5 separate regions of the Mus musculus genome follow, and regions 1, 2, 4 and 5 are each linked to region 3. Evidence: chromatin contacts called from public HiChIP or PLAC-seq and promoter capture Hi-C data. All regions are on one chromosome and are shown on one strand. Each heading gives the region's core, a stretch centred on a gene start, on an enhancer-like site or on the middle of the called end of the contact. The rest is flanking DNA. Distances are from core to core; before and after follow the strand shown. Region 1 holds the start of Jup (junction plakoglobin). Region 2 holds the start of Cntd1 (cyclin N-terminal domain containing 1). Region 3 holds the start of Stat5b (signal transducer and activator of transcription 5B). Region 4 holds the start of Becn1 (beclin 1, autophagy related). Region 5 overlaps Cntnap1 (contactin associated protein-like 1).

What was found. Promoter capture Hi-C pulls out the DNA fragments that hold promoters and counts their contacts. HiChIP or PLAC-seq counts read pairs in DNA pulled down with a chosen protein or histone mark.
Region 1: a promoter capture Hi-C map of cranial neural crest shows a contact between it and region 3. The contact joins the promoter of Jup here to the promoter of Stat5b in region 3. A contact is called at or near these places in 5 of 39 promoter capture datasets (cranial neural crest, frontonasal cranial neural crest, liver and 2 more) and 1 of 9 other capture datasets (pancreatic islet).
Region 2: a promoter capture Hi-C map of erythroid cells shows a contact between it and region 3, with 4 times the contacts expected there. The contact joins the promoter of Cntd1 here to the promoter of Stat5b in region 3. A contact is called at or near these places in 3 of 39 promoter capture datasets (embryonic stem cells, erythroid cells and liver), 1 of 115 datasets of contacts at active chromatin or transcription factors (pancreatic cancer cells) and 1 of 9 other capture datasets (pancreatic islet).
Region 4: an HNF4G HiChIP or PLAC-seq map of pancreatic cancer cells shows a contact between it and region 3. The contact joins the promoter of Becn1 here to the promoter of Stat5b in region 3. A contact is called at or near these places in 1 of 39 promoter capture datasets (liver), 1 of 484 Hi-C or Micro-C datasets (B cells), 3 of 115 datasets of contacts at active chromatin or transcription factors (embryonic stem cells, memory CD8 T cells and pancreatic cancer cells) and 2 of 9 other capture datasets (adipose tissue and pancreatic islet).
Region 5: a promoter capture Hi-C map of fetal liver shows a contact between it and region 3, with 2.8 times the contacts expected there. The contact joins the enhancer-like site here to the promoter of Stat5b in region 3. A contact is called at or near these places in 9 of 39 promoter capture datasets (the 3T3-L1 cell line, the C10 cell line, embryonic stem cells and 3 more), 2 of 484 Hi-C or Micro-C datasets (the G1E-ER4 cell line and uterus), 2 of 115 datasets of contacts at active chromatin or transcription factors (bone marrow-derived dendritic cells and embryonic stem cells) and 2 of 9 other capture datasets (adipose tissue and embryonic stem cells).

What each region holds. Positions count from the first base shown.
Region 1 is chr11:100,396,458-100,399,157 of GRCm38.p6, reverse strand. Jup (junction plakoglobin) reads left to right here and starts at 1,368. Exons shown (of 14, transcript NM_010593.2): 1 at 1,368-1,522. It overlaps Gm12348 (predicted gene 12348), which reads right to left and starts at 1,042. Exons shown (of 4, transcript NR_132425.1): 1 at 1,021-1,042.
Region 2 is chr11:101,277,793-101,280,492 of GRCm38.p6, reverse strand. Cntd1 (cyclin N-terminal domain containing 1) reads right to left here and starts at 1,290. Exons shown (of 7, transcript NM_026562.2): 1 at 1,013-1,290. The coding sequence starts at 1,187. It overlaps Coa3 (cytochrome C oxidase assembly factor 3), which reads left to right and starts at 1,545. Exons shown (of 2, transcript NM_026618.2): 1 at 1,545-1,779; 2 at 2,041-2,523. The coding sequence starts at 1,566. The coding sequence ends at 2,153.
Region 3 is chr11:100,849,260-100,851,959 of GRCm38.p6, reverse strand. Stat5b (signal transducer and activator of transcription 5B) reads left to right here and starts at 1,379. Exons shown (of 19, transcript NM_001113563.2): 1 at 1,379-1,561.
Region 4 is chr11:101,300,844-101,303,543 of GRCm38.p6, reverse strand. Becn1 (beclin 1, autophagy related) reads left to right here and starts at 1,258. Exons shown (of 12, transcript NM_019584.4): 1 at 1,258-1,412; 2 at 1,688-1,816. The coding sequence starts at 1,690.
Region 5 is chr11:101,188,279-101,190,982 of GRCm38.p6, reverse strand. It overlaps Cntnap1 (contactin associated protein-like 1), which reads right to left. Exons shown (of 24, transcript NM_016782.2): 21 at 2,627-2,704; 22 at 2,229-2,474; 23 at 2,072-2,119; 24 at 263-1,616. The coding sequence ends at 1,324. Among named protein-coding and RNA genes, the nearest start is that of Cntnap1, 14 kb to the right of the region's middle. Within about 2 kb of position 1,277, at least 160 of the 459 cell types and tissues checked have an H3K27ac peak or open chromatin away from gene starts, as enhancers often do. A contact at or near this core is called in the G1E-ER4 cell line, fetal liver, liver and 1 more, where this site is marked.

The sequences.
Region 1 (2,700 bases), core at 119-2,618, 450 kb after region 3:
CACTGACCCTTCTGCTCTGGGACTTGAAAGAAGGTGTCGGCCCAGGCGTGGTGGCGCACGCCTTTAATCCCAGCACTCGGGAGGCAGAGGCAGGTGGATTTCTGGGTTCGAGGCCAGCCTGGTCTACAAAGTGAGTTCCAGGATAGCCAGGGCTATACAGAGAAACTCTGTCTGGAAAAACAAAAACAAAAACAAAAACAAAAAAAAAAAAAAAAGAAAGAAGGTGTCGGAGTTTAGAGTGTACCATATTTCCTAGTCTTGTGATCTCTTTGGAGCGTAGTTTTAAAATCGCATTACATTTTATTTACTTTTATGTGTGTGGCACTTGTGCCAAGGCGGGAGATCAGAGGACAGAGGACAACCTGTGAGACTTGGCTGTTGTCTCCCTCCATGAGGTATCAGACTCGGGTGGTCACATCTGCACAACTGAGGCACCACACAAGCCCATTAAAAATATTCTTTTAACATGGATCATTTCGATCCCACTTTGAAGACCAGGCTGGCCTCTTAACTCACAGAGATCTGCCTGCCTCTGCCTCCTCGAGTGCCACCACTGCCTGGCTGCTCCAGCACTTTTTAAGAACTGTCTCGAACTGAGACAGTTTAAATACTGACATTCCTCAGCTGTTTAAGTGCTACTACAAAGCTTATTTCATTTAATCTCTCCAACCTAAGATAGATAAAGCTAATGAACCCACTTTACAGAAGAGATACAGGGTGAAAGGTACACTAACTAGCCTAAGGTCATACAAAGATTAAGGGGAGAACCCAAACCCAGGCCTGCTAATTCTAAACAGAAGGGATCAGGGAACACTCCATCTTTTGTAGGGGGGAGAAAATCCCAACCCAGCACAAAGCCTATGAAATGCTTTACAAACATCTTATTACTACGTTGAGGCAAGAATGAATAAGCCTGACGCTGAGTTGGCTGGCTAGTGAAGGCGTCAGTCCTTTCCCATGCCTCCCCCTGACTCACCTGTTGGACAGGTAGGGGGGGAAGGGGAGAATAATGAGTCTTACCTGCTCAGGGCTAGGGTGGGGCAAGTCACGCCCCACCTGATCCATTGGCTTTTTCCTTAGTCTTACTGACAGCCCTCTGTCCAATCATAAAGAAGAAACTTTCTATTTGCCAATAGATGCAGAGTGAGGATGAGACCTCAAGTTGGCGTCCACCCCAGAGTCGAGTGGCAGTCCCTGGGGCCAATGGTGAGCGCATAAACAGAGGCGGCCGTGGTAGAGGTCCCGGCGCGAGGCTCCGCCCCTCGATGGGATAGTCAGGCTGGGCAGCCAGTGAGATAGCCTCAGAGGGTGGGAGTCTCCCTAGGGGGCGGAGCTTCGAGGGGGCGAGAGGTGTGGCTTGGCTGTCAGGTCCCTTTGCCTTTTGTTCGGTTACTGAGTTGCTGCCTTGGCCAGAGTCCGGAGCAGCCGCCGCCCGAGTGCGCCGAGCTCAGTTCGCTGCCCGCGCCGGCTCCCTCCCGGCCAGACCCGACCCCGATTCGGCTCAGCCCGGCTCCACGCTCAGGTACACCCGATCGGGGTACGAATCACTGTGGGAGAGTAGGGACAGCAAGCGGCCGGGAGGCTGGTTCCAGCGGTTTCAGGGCAGGTGAGGGCGGGTGTCAGGGAGCGCATCCTACACCAGCGACAGGGGGCGCGCTGGGGTCCGGGGCGCGGGACCCTTGGGACAAGCAATCTGGGTTGGAGCGCCCCTCCAGGCTCGGTGAACCGCAGGTCTGAGAAGGGTGGGGAGGAACTAGGGCAGGTGCCTCGGAGTTCGCGCCTCCCCCAGGGCCCCAGAGCTCGCCTAACACGGCGTCCCTGACTCTCCCCTGGAGCTGACCGAGCAGACTTTGACCCGCTCCGCCTGGTCCCGGAGCTCACGGTGACAGGAATTTACCGTTTGGGAAACTTGCTGCCTAGTCTCTTTGGGGCCACCCTCACCGCACCCCACGCGTCATCCTCGCTTTCTCTCCCTCCCTCCCTACTCCCCCAGGCCTGGGTGGGGCCCTATTGTCTGCGCCCAGCTTTCCAAACTGTGGGGGCCGAGTGCACATTTTCCCAGGGACGCAATTCCCACCTGCTGAGCAGAGCAGGTGAGCGCTTGGAAGACGGAGGCCCTGCCCTGCAGCTCCGAGCTGGACCTGTGGCGCCTCCCTCCGCTCTAGTGTACGCCGGTCAATGCCTTCTCCTACGGAGGTGGGATAGGGTGACTGGGGAACTGGTGAAGGGTCTGGGCTGAGTGCCCTACCGATGTCTGACACTGGTGGCTTGGCCTGGAGTCTGGGCCGGTAGAGAAAATTTAAGAAGCACTCGCCCAGTTTTTAGTAGCTGTGGTTTCCAGAGTGTTGATAGGGAAACAGCAATATCTTTTGATTTCTGCAACCCATTCTTGTTGAGAAATCACTCCAAACAAACTTTCCAGGAGAAAGTAACCATGGGAGCCTTTTCTAGGATTTTTCTAGTCTCCTTGTTGAGAGCTGATTCTAGGCTTGGTGGTACTTCTTGGAGGAAAACCCCTTCCCCCAGTCAGCTCCAAGCTGAACGTAGCCAGTGTGTGCGCTTTGACCCTGTTCTCCCTGCCCCCAACTCCATCCTGTTTGCCAGGCCCCTAAGGCCTGAGGTAGGGACCAATGGGGGTGGGGTGGGGGCGTTGCTGAAAGGGGAAGTGTCTTCTTCCTTCCCCCTCCTCCGGAGACCATC
Region 2 (2,700 bases), core at 41-2,540, 430 kb before region 3:
TAAGAGCACTGGCAGGTCTTCCAGAAAACCTGGGTTCAATTCCCAGCACCCACATCAGGTGGCTCACAACTGCCTATAATTCTCAATTCTTCTTTTTTCCTGCTAAAACAAGTATAAAGTTCTCTCCCCTGACAGACATTCAGACCTCTGCTTGGAATGTCTCCAAACTACTTTCCTGGCCTTACTCTCTATTGCTTCTCCATATGCTCTGGTCAACCTGGACAACTAAACCCTCCGCTCCCAGCCTCCCTCTTGTTTTCCCAAGTTTTATTCATGGTATCATTCAATCCCTGGACCTCATCTTACCACTCCTTTAAATTCTCATAGTAGCTTGTATTCTCTGTGTCAATCACTCTAACCGTTATTTGTATCCACTTGCTCATATGTTAACAATTCCCACCTAAAGACTACATAGTTTGAGAGCAATGGCTAGATTGCAGTTCCCTCTTTCTATACCAGGCAATGTAAATGATAAGCACTCTAAACACGTTTATGGAAAGAAGAGTAAAGGGGGCTGGTGGTGGAGAGATGGCTCAAGCAGTTAGAAGCACTGGCTACCCTTCTAGAGGACCAGGGTTCAATTCCCAGCACCCATATGGCAGCTCACAGCTGTCTATAACCTCAGTTTCAGGTGATTGGATACCCTCATACAGACATACATTAATTTTAAAAGGGGGGGGACTCCCCATGATGCCGTGTGCTTTTAATCCCAGCATCTGGGAGTCAGAACATCTGTCAATTCCAGGCCAGCCTAAGCTACAGAGAGTGTTCCAGGTCATGACTCCACAGTGAGACTTTGTCTTTAAAAATAAAAATAAAAAAAGGCACGTGGGGAGTGGTGCAGGGAAGTGGGGGTTAAGAAATAAAAAAAAGAGTGCTAGTAAGCCTCGTTCATCGCTTATAAGCCCCACGACCTCGCACAACAAGAGTACTAGCAAAATATTTGAGTGAAAAACAAAGATCAACGCTCCCCTGCCTCCCGTAAACCTGACTCCCCACTCTGCATCCACACCCACGATCCGGGTCTCCCTGAAGCTGCCCGTCCGTCCCGCAGCCTCCTTCACGGCTTGCTCGTTCTGCTGGGCCAAGTGAAGCAGGGCGTTTTCGATAGTCTCTGTGGTAACCACTCCGAACTGAAAGTCACTACAGTTCACCAGCCTGGGCCTCAAGGGTCCTTCCATATTCATAAGTCTTTCGGAGTACTTGGACAGTTTACGGGATCCATAAACTGGCCTCCTTAGCTTATTTCCAGAATCTTCTGCCACACCTTGGATTCTTCCTTCCCTTTCTATATGTTTGCCCTCGCTTCGAATCTGAGAAAAAACATAATGTCCACCACGGCTTCGAACGGTCAACAGCTTTTCGCGCCCCAACTGACACAGAGAGCTCAGCCAATCAGAAAGCAGGGCGCTTTTCACCTTTCCTGTCCCTCCTCTAGGGCGGAGAGACCCTGCCTCTACCCAGAAAACTCCACGTGGACTACAGCTCCCAGAGTTCCTTGCTGAAGTCAAAGACTACAATTCCTGGCGAGTTCCGGGCTTGACGGCTTAGGGCGGAGCAGCAACATGGCGGCCCCTGGAGCTGGTGACCCTCTGAATGCTAAGAATGGAAATGCTCCATTCGCTCAGCGCATCGACCCGTCGCGGGAGAAATTGACCCCAGCGCAGTTGCAGTTTATGCGGCAGGTGCAACTTGCCCAGTGGCAGAAAACACTGCCACAGCGGCGGACCCGGAACATCATGACCGGCCTGGGCATCGGGGCCCTGGTGTTAGCTATTTGTATCCGTCCTGGCTATACCGCATATGGGGTTAGGGAAAAGGGAACAAGACGTGTAGCTTTTAATGTGCGGGCAAATGAGGTTCATGCCTAATCTTACTATATATACGCAGCGCGTATTGGCTTAGTAATAACAATTGGTTAAGGGTTCAAAAGGAGCAAAAGGGTGGCAATCCAAAATCATTAATTTGGGAAAACAGCAAGGGTGGCTAGACGAAAGGAATGCCCATGTGCTTTGTGGTTTCCTGAACCCACTCCGTCAGATGGTTACACCTTCTACTCGGTGGCCCAAGAGCGTTTCCTTGATGAGCTGGAAGATGAAGCCAAAGCTGCCCGAGCCCGTGCTCTTGAGAGAGAGCGAGCTTCGGGACCCTAACTGTATGGACCATCTTCAAACTGCTGGATCCCCTGTATATGTTGAATGATGCCTGGTGGTCTTACAGCATCACTGGCACACTAACGTCGGACTGTGTGATTGAGCCCAAGAAGCCAGAGACTATGCATTTGGCCGCTGCCAAGGGGGGGATTGCTCACTTCACGTGCAGTTTGTCCAGTTACTCAGCCCTTTTTATTTCCTTGTTTGAGAGGTATGCAACCTTGCCTTTACCCAAACTTTGTGGTTTACCCCTTCACCTCCCAGGGGCCCCGACTCTTAAGGGGGAGGGTGTGGCTTAACTGCAGCGTTGGAACCTTAAAGTGGGAAAGATAGGGTCAAGTTAAAGTAATAAAATGAGTCATGTCTCCCGAAGCCAAGCTAGTGTGTGGGGGCAGAGAGACATATGGCACTTCACGCTGGAAAGCTCCCTGGCACTAGCTGCAGCGGTGGCATTGCCCCAGGGAGCTGTAAATGTTTAACTAGAATTACTTTTTCCGTGAGATCTTTCCACCTGATTTAAGGGAGAGATTACTGGACTGTTTGAGAC
Region 3 (2,700 bases), core at 130-2,629:
TATATTAAAGGGTTGCGGAGTTAGGAAGGTTGAGAACCACTGCCCTAGAGCGAGCATCACACAGAAAGGCCAGGAGTGTGTTTCTGGGAGAGGTGATAGCTTACAGGTATGGAAGCTTGAACAGAGAAATGTGCCCTGAAGTTTTAACTCGTCCTAAGCTGGCTGTGGGGTGGGGGGGTGGGGGGAGGAAAGGTGGGGAAGGGGAAGCCCAGAGCTGCTGATTTCCATCCCATCCAGCTTCTTGGCCCAGCCCCCACGCTCTCTCCCTCTTTTTTGTGCCAAGCACTGTGTCAGGTGTTGGCCCAGCCTGTAGGGCAGGAGCAGAAGGGCTTTGTGATCAGTTAACACCCCCAAACCTTTGTGCCTGGGAAGGCTGCTGGGAAGAGAATCATAGAAGAGCTTGCCTCTCGATCCTGCCTGGCTAGGAAAATTTTCAGCGGGACAAATTGTAGGTGACTGTAGAGAATAGACGTTCCGTGTGTTTGTGCTGGGAAGGGGTCCTCCCTCTTTTGCCCCTGCAGCTGAGGTTTCTACAGCTGTGGCTTCTGTACCACTGATGTGCCTTGCTTCCGGGCTGGCCGGGTTGGCCCTTGGAGGGTTGCCAGGGAAACCACTGGCCAGCTTGGGGAGATGGAGCGCGGGAGAGTGGGTGACTCAGGTTGCTTTCTCTCACACATACAGCAACCCTCCCCAACATTGGGGAAAGGGTAGTAGAGACCCTCTACCCCTGGAGAGAACCCAGACGGCCCTGGATAAACCTGTCACTCCCAAAACCAAGATTAGTTACCAGCAAAAATTCCCAGGGAGGAAGGCGTCTCCCATATGCCCCATAGATTCACCCAGGGGCAATCCACTGATCCAGTTGGCCCGGTCCTGCCTGTGCCCATCGGGGTAGTGCGACAGGGGCCCTGGTTTAAACCTCCCTCCAGGGAGCAAGCTCGGGATAATTATTGATCGGGGCTACTATGGACTTCTGCCCTCGGCCTGAGAGCTAGAGGACGCGGGCCTGGTTTCCCGGCGGGAGGGCGGTGGGCGGGCCGCGGAGGGGGTGTCCCAATCTCCAAGACCACCGCCGCTCGTGCCCTTAAACGGGGATCTCTCCCACCCAAACAAAACAGCATGTGTTAGGGGTCCCGGAGCCTCGAGGGGGTGTCCAGGGCGGCTGGGCGCGGGCTCGGCCTGCAGCGGGAGCGCGCGGCGCAGGCCCAGCCGAGCGCGCTCCCGCGCTCCACTGCGCGCAGGGGGTTCCGGGGCCCCGCAGGGCGGTCGCGCAGGGGCGCGGAGGGACCTTGGGGCTGGGGAGCGCGCGCGGGCAGGAACCAGGAAGCGGGGCGCGCTCGGGGTTACGGGCGGGCGCGCGTCCCCGGAGCCTGAGCGCGAGAGCGGCGCGCGCCCCCGTGGGCCCCGGCGGGAGGAGAGTCGGCGGCCCAAGCCGTCACCCCGGGCGGGGACCGAGCGCGGGCGACGACGCGCGGAGGTCCTGCACGGGGAGGGAGCGAGCGGGCGTGCGAGAGAGCGTGCGGGACCGGAGAGACCGCTGGCTCTGGTGGGGCAGAACGAGGTAGGAGCTGCGCCCTGCGCGGGGCCAGGGGGCCCGGGAGCCCGGGCGGGGCCCCGTGCTCCTGCTGTCTAGAAGCTGGGCAGGGCCGAGCCGCCGCCATCGCTCCGGGGCCGTGGGGAGGCCGCGGGGGCCGCGCCGGGCGGCTGCAGAGGGGCCCGGGGCGCTGGTGGTGGCTACGAGAGGGGCGCGCGGAGGCCACGGAGGGGGGCGCCGTGGATACCGTGAAAAGTATTGGCGCGTGCGTGTCACGATGGGTGTGTGAGGGACGCCGACAGAGCCGATCCCCTGGGAGCGAGGGGACTGCTGTCGGCCGCCTCACACCTTCCTGTTGCATTTCTGAAGAGTCCCTGCTGTCTCCCAGTTTTTCCTCTTATTATAATGTGCTCCCCAAAGCGGGGGGGGGGGGGTGCCCGAGACTCTGGGGAAAACGATGAGCCGAAGGTACCCAGTGGAGTGGGGGGTATCAGCAAAGCTTCAAGAAATAGTGCCTTATAAGGAGTCAAGACAACAAATATGAACATTTTGATAAGGCTCTGGGCTGCGGGGTCCCACATCAGGACCTGCCAGGCCTGGGCTTGAATGTGTGGTGGTGGGATGCGGGCAAGCTGTTCTTTCATTTTCTCTTCTTTTCTTTTCCTTTCTTTTCTTTCTATCTTGTTTTTCCTAGCCAAGGTTAAAGAGTTAAAAAAAAAGTGATCCTGGTGTCGGGGGTAGATATGGGGAGTCGGAAGGAGAGCTGTCTTATCACAGAAGCTGGTCTGAGTCTAAAGGAATCTGGCAAGATGGTCAGAGTGATCAAGGGGGGGGTAGCAGAAGGGGGCGGGGGGGGGGACTTGTCTGGAGCAGGAGGCGTTTGCAAACACTTGTAGCCAGCAGTGATGGAAAAGGCGAAGAACAAACGGCAGCGTTTAGAAAGCAGGGATTAATGAGACCCAGAAGATTTTAAAGGCAAAAAGAGGCCATTCGTTTCCTCAAGGACCTATGTCCACTTTTGTGCTTGTCTCGCTGTGGGTCGGAACTTGTATTAAATTAATAGTGGCAAACTGGCTTATAGAATCTTCGATTTGGGAAGCCTCCACCCCTGGGATTATACTACATTCTTTCATTGTAAAAACTGAGGCCCAGATAGATGGACTTAG
Region 4 (2,700 bases), core at 9-2,508, 450 kb before region 3:
TCAATAAAGAAATTCACTGTAATCTGTGCGTTTCTGCTGTGATGTATTGCAGCAATGAGAATGTTAATTAACAAAACTGGAGCAACATGGAAAACATTCAATTATTTTTATTATCCTTAGTGGTGGTGGAGGGCAGTCCATACCCTGGAATTCCTTTGGAGGTCAACTTCATCTCCTCCTACTCCGATCCTTAGGAATTGACCTTAGGGTCTCTCTCACGTTTGGTGCACACACTTTTACAGGTTGAGCCATCTTGGCAGCCCACATATGTTAAACTTACAAAGTAGGGCTGGACATACAGTTCATTGGTGGAGTACTTGCTTAGTATATGAGAGGCCTTGGATATGATTCCAGATACACACATACTCACAGGAGCCAGCTCTCTCTCTCTCTCTCTCTCTCACACACACACACACACACACACACACACACACACACCACAAATGCATTGGTGTTTTGCATACATGGATGACTGTGTGAAAGTGGTGATAGTGGTGTCAGTTCTTGGAGTTACAGACAGTTATGAGCTGCCATGTGGGTGGATGGATTTGATTTAATCCAGGTCATCTGGAAGTGCGGTTGGTGCTTTTAACTGCTGAGCCATCTCTCCAGTCTCCACTGTCACCTTTTTATTTATTTACATTTTGTTATATACATACATAATACACACATACACATATATACATACATATAACTATCACCTTTAATGTATTTGCATTTTATTATATACACATATACAAACATATATACATACATACACACATACACATACATACATACATATAACAATAAAATTTACCATCCTGCCAAACGCACTCCCTCAGAAGGGTTTAGACAATTTGACTCTCCCAAAAATACACTTTAAAAGCTCACACATGCCGGAAGGTGGTGGTGCACGCTTTTAATCACAGCCCTTAGGAGGCTGAGGCAAGTGGATCTCTGTGAAGTGGATGCCAGCTTGGTCTACAGGGCGAGTTCCAGGTCAACCAGGGCTACACAGAGAAACCCTGTCTCAAACAAACAAACAAACAAACAAACAAACAAACAAACAACACCCTGATCCCTAAGGAATATAGAAGTGGCTCCACTTGGAAGTAACAAATCTTGAGTGGACCGTCTAAATCAGAAGAGTGTGGGCAGCTTCGGCCCACCTGTCGGCACTGCTGCACTTCCCCGCTCGGCCTTTGGATGGCGCTCCGAGCCGGGTAAACAGGGATCTGGAGCAGGGGTCCTTGCGTCAGCTCCCGTCGTGACGTCACTTCTGGTCCTGGGCGGAAGTCTTCAGCTAGCCGACCGGGAAGTAGCTGAAGACCGGGCGATGGGAACTCTGGAGGTCTCGCTCCGGGGCGGACCCGAGGCCACCGTGCCCCCGCGGTAGAACGAGCCTGGGTGGCGGGCTCCGGGCTCCTGAGGTGAGGAGCGTCGGGGCCTGAAGTGAGACCTTAGGAAGAAGCCTAGAGTCCCTGGCGGCCACTCTGGTGCCCCGTTTCCCCGCTCGGGAGACTAGACTGCCTTAGCTGGGCTCTGCCCCGGAAGCGGGTCCTCTTGGTGTCATCCCACTCCCAGAGGGAACGGCGCGGACCGGGATTTTCCTCTTCACCTCCACCACCAAGGCAGCGGGTAGCCTCGGGCCCGAGGTTCAAAGGAGCCGATTCTTCTTAACGTCGTCTTTTCTCCGCTGTCGCAGGCATGGAGGGGTCTAAGGCGTCCAGCAGCACCATGCAGGTGAGCTTCGTGTGCCAGCGCTGTAGCCAGCCTCTGAAACTGGACACGAGCTTCAAGATCCTGGACCGGGTCACCATCCAGGAACTCACAGGTCAGCAGGATCCGAGGAAAGGGGTGGTCAAGAAGGAGGGAAGTGGGCAACTTTAGGGACATTGAGGTGGCGGTCTCTGGCTTTCGGTTTTCTCGTCAGGAATAGACCTCTGACAGTGTCTCCAGAGTGAAGGAGTATTCACATATAACAGAATTTCTTGAAGATTTACCAGTGTATCAATCAGGTGTCCTGTAACAGTCCCCGTGGAAACCAGGCTTGGTGGCTCACATCTATAACTGCAGCAACTCAGGAGGCTGACGCCGGAGCTGCCTCAAGTTCCAGGCCAGCCTGCGCTATTGAATGAGACCCTGTTTCCAAAAATAAAAAGGACAGGAGAAGTGCCATGGTGCATCCTCTTACAGGTGACGAGTTGAGGTTAGAGCCATCAGTGAGCATACTTACCTGAGGTCCAGTGAAGTGTAGGAGAGCCTTGAAGCCTGAAGAAGAGAGTGAGAGAGGTGATTAGCGAGTTTAAACACGTTCATGGGCCTGGCATTAGCATGGAAACCTTGGCTTTGTTGTATATAGCTCCCTAGACCTTGATTCATTTTTATTCATAATTAGTATTAGTTATGTGTATAGGTGGTTTGCTTACATGTACATCTGTCCATGACGAGAATGCCTGATGCCGGGAGAGGCCAGAAGAGGGCGTCAGATCCCTGAACTGGAGTTAACAGGTGGTTGTGAGCCACCGTGTGAGGGCTAGGACTCGAACCTAGGTCCTTTACAGGAGCAACAGGTGCTCTAAGCTATTGAGTGATCTGCCCAGCTCTTTATTTTTCTTCTCCTTAAAAAAAAATTATTTTCATTGTTCTTGCTGTTGGTATAGACAGAGTTTCACTCTAGCCCTTGCCTGGCTAGATTGTCCTGCCTCTGCCTTCAGA
Region 5 (2,704 bases), core at 28-2,527, 340 kb before region 3:
GGAGGTGGAATAGCTTTTAGTTTTTGGAGAACTGTGTAGCCCTGGCTGCCCTGGAAGTCAGCTCTGTAGACCAGGCTGGCCTTGAACTCAGAGATCTGCCTGCCTTTTGCCTACTGAATGCTGGGGTTAAAGTTGTGTGCCACCACTGCCTGGCTTATACGCATAGGTTTTGAGGACTAGAAATTTCCAAGCTCTCAGAATAGTTCCCTTAAGACTTCATTAGTTCCTTGGCCAGGATGTCAGCTACCACGCACAGACGGGGCTCTGCCACGCTGCTTTATTGAACCTGCTCAGTTGAGGGCACAGCAGGCTCTGCCCTGCACTAGAGTGGAGGCCCAGCACGTGGGTGAGTGGCTGGCAGGACTCATGAGACATCAAACACAGAAGGAGCTCGCTACAAACTGGGCATAGCACAGGACAGCCCACTGAGTTCTTTTATATATAAACAGATAATTAAAAAATTAGAGTAATATATAGTTCTCTGGAGAGAGACTCTGCAACAAGAAATATATATAAAGAATATGACCTCCTGGGTAAACGCAGCAGCATTTCTGAGCAGAGGGGGGAGGGCTCCTCATGCATTGGAGAGGGCCAGGCCTGCGCACAGGCACCAAGGCTATTGCATATTTTGAAAAGGGGTGGAAGAGTAGAGGGCTGGCTAGGCAGGGCATCTGCATTATCTTTTCTACTCAGGCAGGCTTTTTATGGCTTTGGCTGAAGCAAGTGAAGCAGTGGAGGTACTAAAGTGCTAAACTGAGGCAGGCCTCTTGTCTCTGTAAGAACAAAAAGGGTTGAGTGAGGTGGGGGTGGGGGTGGTGAAGTTCTTCCCTCAGCCCCAGCTGAGAGGAAGCAGATGGAAGACAGCCGGTCAGCAGGGCAGGAGGAGGAGGGGAGGCTCCAGGGTGTGTTTTAGCAGCCTCTCGATCCCCCACATCTGTCCCTGCTGATAGTGTACACAGGAAGGGAGGCAGTTCATCTCCCCTGCCCTTCGTTGTTAATCCTTGCCAGCAGCTGGGACAGAGATGGCAGGAAAGGCCTGTCTCAGCATCATGGGCTTTCTCCTGTAGGGCAGGCAAACAGTCTGGAGCTGGGGGCGGGTGGGGGGGGGGGTAGAGGGATGAGCAGGGCATTGGTTTAGGCAGTGAGGCTCGGCCACTCCCTTTGGTCCCATCTGTAGCTCTGCGCACCAAACTTGGCAAGAGGGGAATCCTCCTGGTGAACAGAGCCTGCTTAGAAGAGCCAAATGTCCCTGGCAAGGGAGGGGGAAGGCAGGAGCTGAGGGGACTTAGAGGAGTTGGCCTTGGTCCCTGAAGCCCTTGTGACTCATTCAGACCTGGACTCCTCCAAGATCTGGGGGAGGTTCTGGTCTCTGGGGCCTGGGCCAGAGGCTGGGGCTGGGGCTGGGGCTGGGGCTGGGGTTGGAAGCTGTGTGGGAGCTGGAGTAGGGGCAGGGGCCTGGGCAGGGCCTGAGGGAGGGAGGGGAGCTTTGCCGCCAGGATGGGAATCGTGGGTGGCCTTGGGCTCGTTGGTGTGGTAGGAGCCCTTGTATCGATGATTTTGCAGATAGAACAGCACCAGCATTCCCACAAGCCCCAGCAGCAGGAAGGCCACCAAAACTGAATGGAAGAAAAAGAACAGCTTAGGGAAGGCCTTCGGGGTACACACATACACGCTCGGCCAAAGCATCATGTTCACCCGGGTATAGCAAACATAACTGTGTCAGGCATGGCTCTGTCTAGAATGTCTGAGTTCTTGGCTTATCCACTGTCCACTTTACCCTTTCCCTATCTCTGATGGCTTCTCCAATTTCTTATTTCTCTAGATGTTACTACATTTCTATTTTTCCTCATCCTGTAACTGGGGCTGCATTTTAATATTTCATCTCAATTAAAAATTTATAGCTGCCTAGTCCTCCCCCAGCTAAATACTGATGTCAGCATAACCTGTCCCTGCCGCCTTCTTGCCATCTCACAGCTAATGCCTCCCCCCACCCCACTTCTGAGGACAGGAGCCAGGGAGGATGCTAGCGAGGTGGTCTTAGGAAGTCGGGTTCATGGTCGGTGCTACTTACAACCTAAGAGTATGGCAATCCATCCGTCGTCATGGTAGTATGGGAAATCTAAAGAGGAGGAAAGGCTGATTAAGAGCCGCTGCCTCTGTATTCAGAGCCATTTCCCATCACTGTTACCCCACCCCACCCCCATCTTCACTTGTGTCTAGGGATTCACCTGGAGGCAGGTACCAGGGATCAAGTTCTGGTGGCACCTCAGAGACAAGGCGTGGCATAGCTCCACAGTTAGATTCTGACAGTTCTCCTTGAACCCGCATGGCCTCCGCCAGCTCAGCAGTCATGGGCCGAGGGGTTCGGAAATGGGTCTTGAGAGGAGCCACATTGTTGAACCGGACACCAGACAGGCAGCCTGAGAAACCTGGGGTGTTGTACCGCTGAATCTCTGGGTCAATGACTCCTGTCTCTGAGGGAGAGGCGGCCAAGAAAGAGGTATCAGGGTTCACCCAGAGAAGCCTTGCCCCTCTTCCATTCCCCTCCCACTACCCTCGCTGCTCTTTCTGCTTCCCCACTCTCTGCTTGCTCCTCTCCCCAGATCCATCCTCACAAGCAGCTTACCCATCACACGCCCTAGATACAAGGCCTTGGGTGAGTCCAGCTGGCTGTCCACCAGGAGAGAGAACTTCTGTTCTGTCA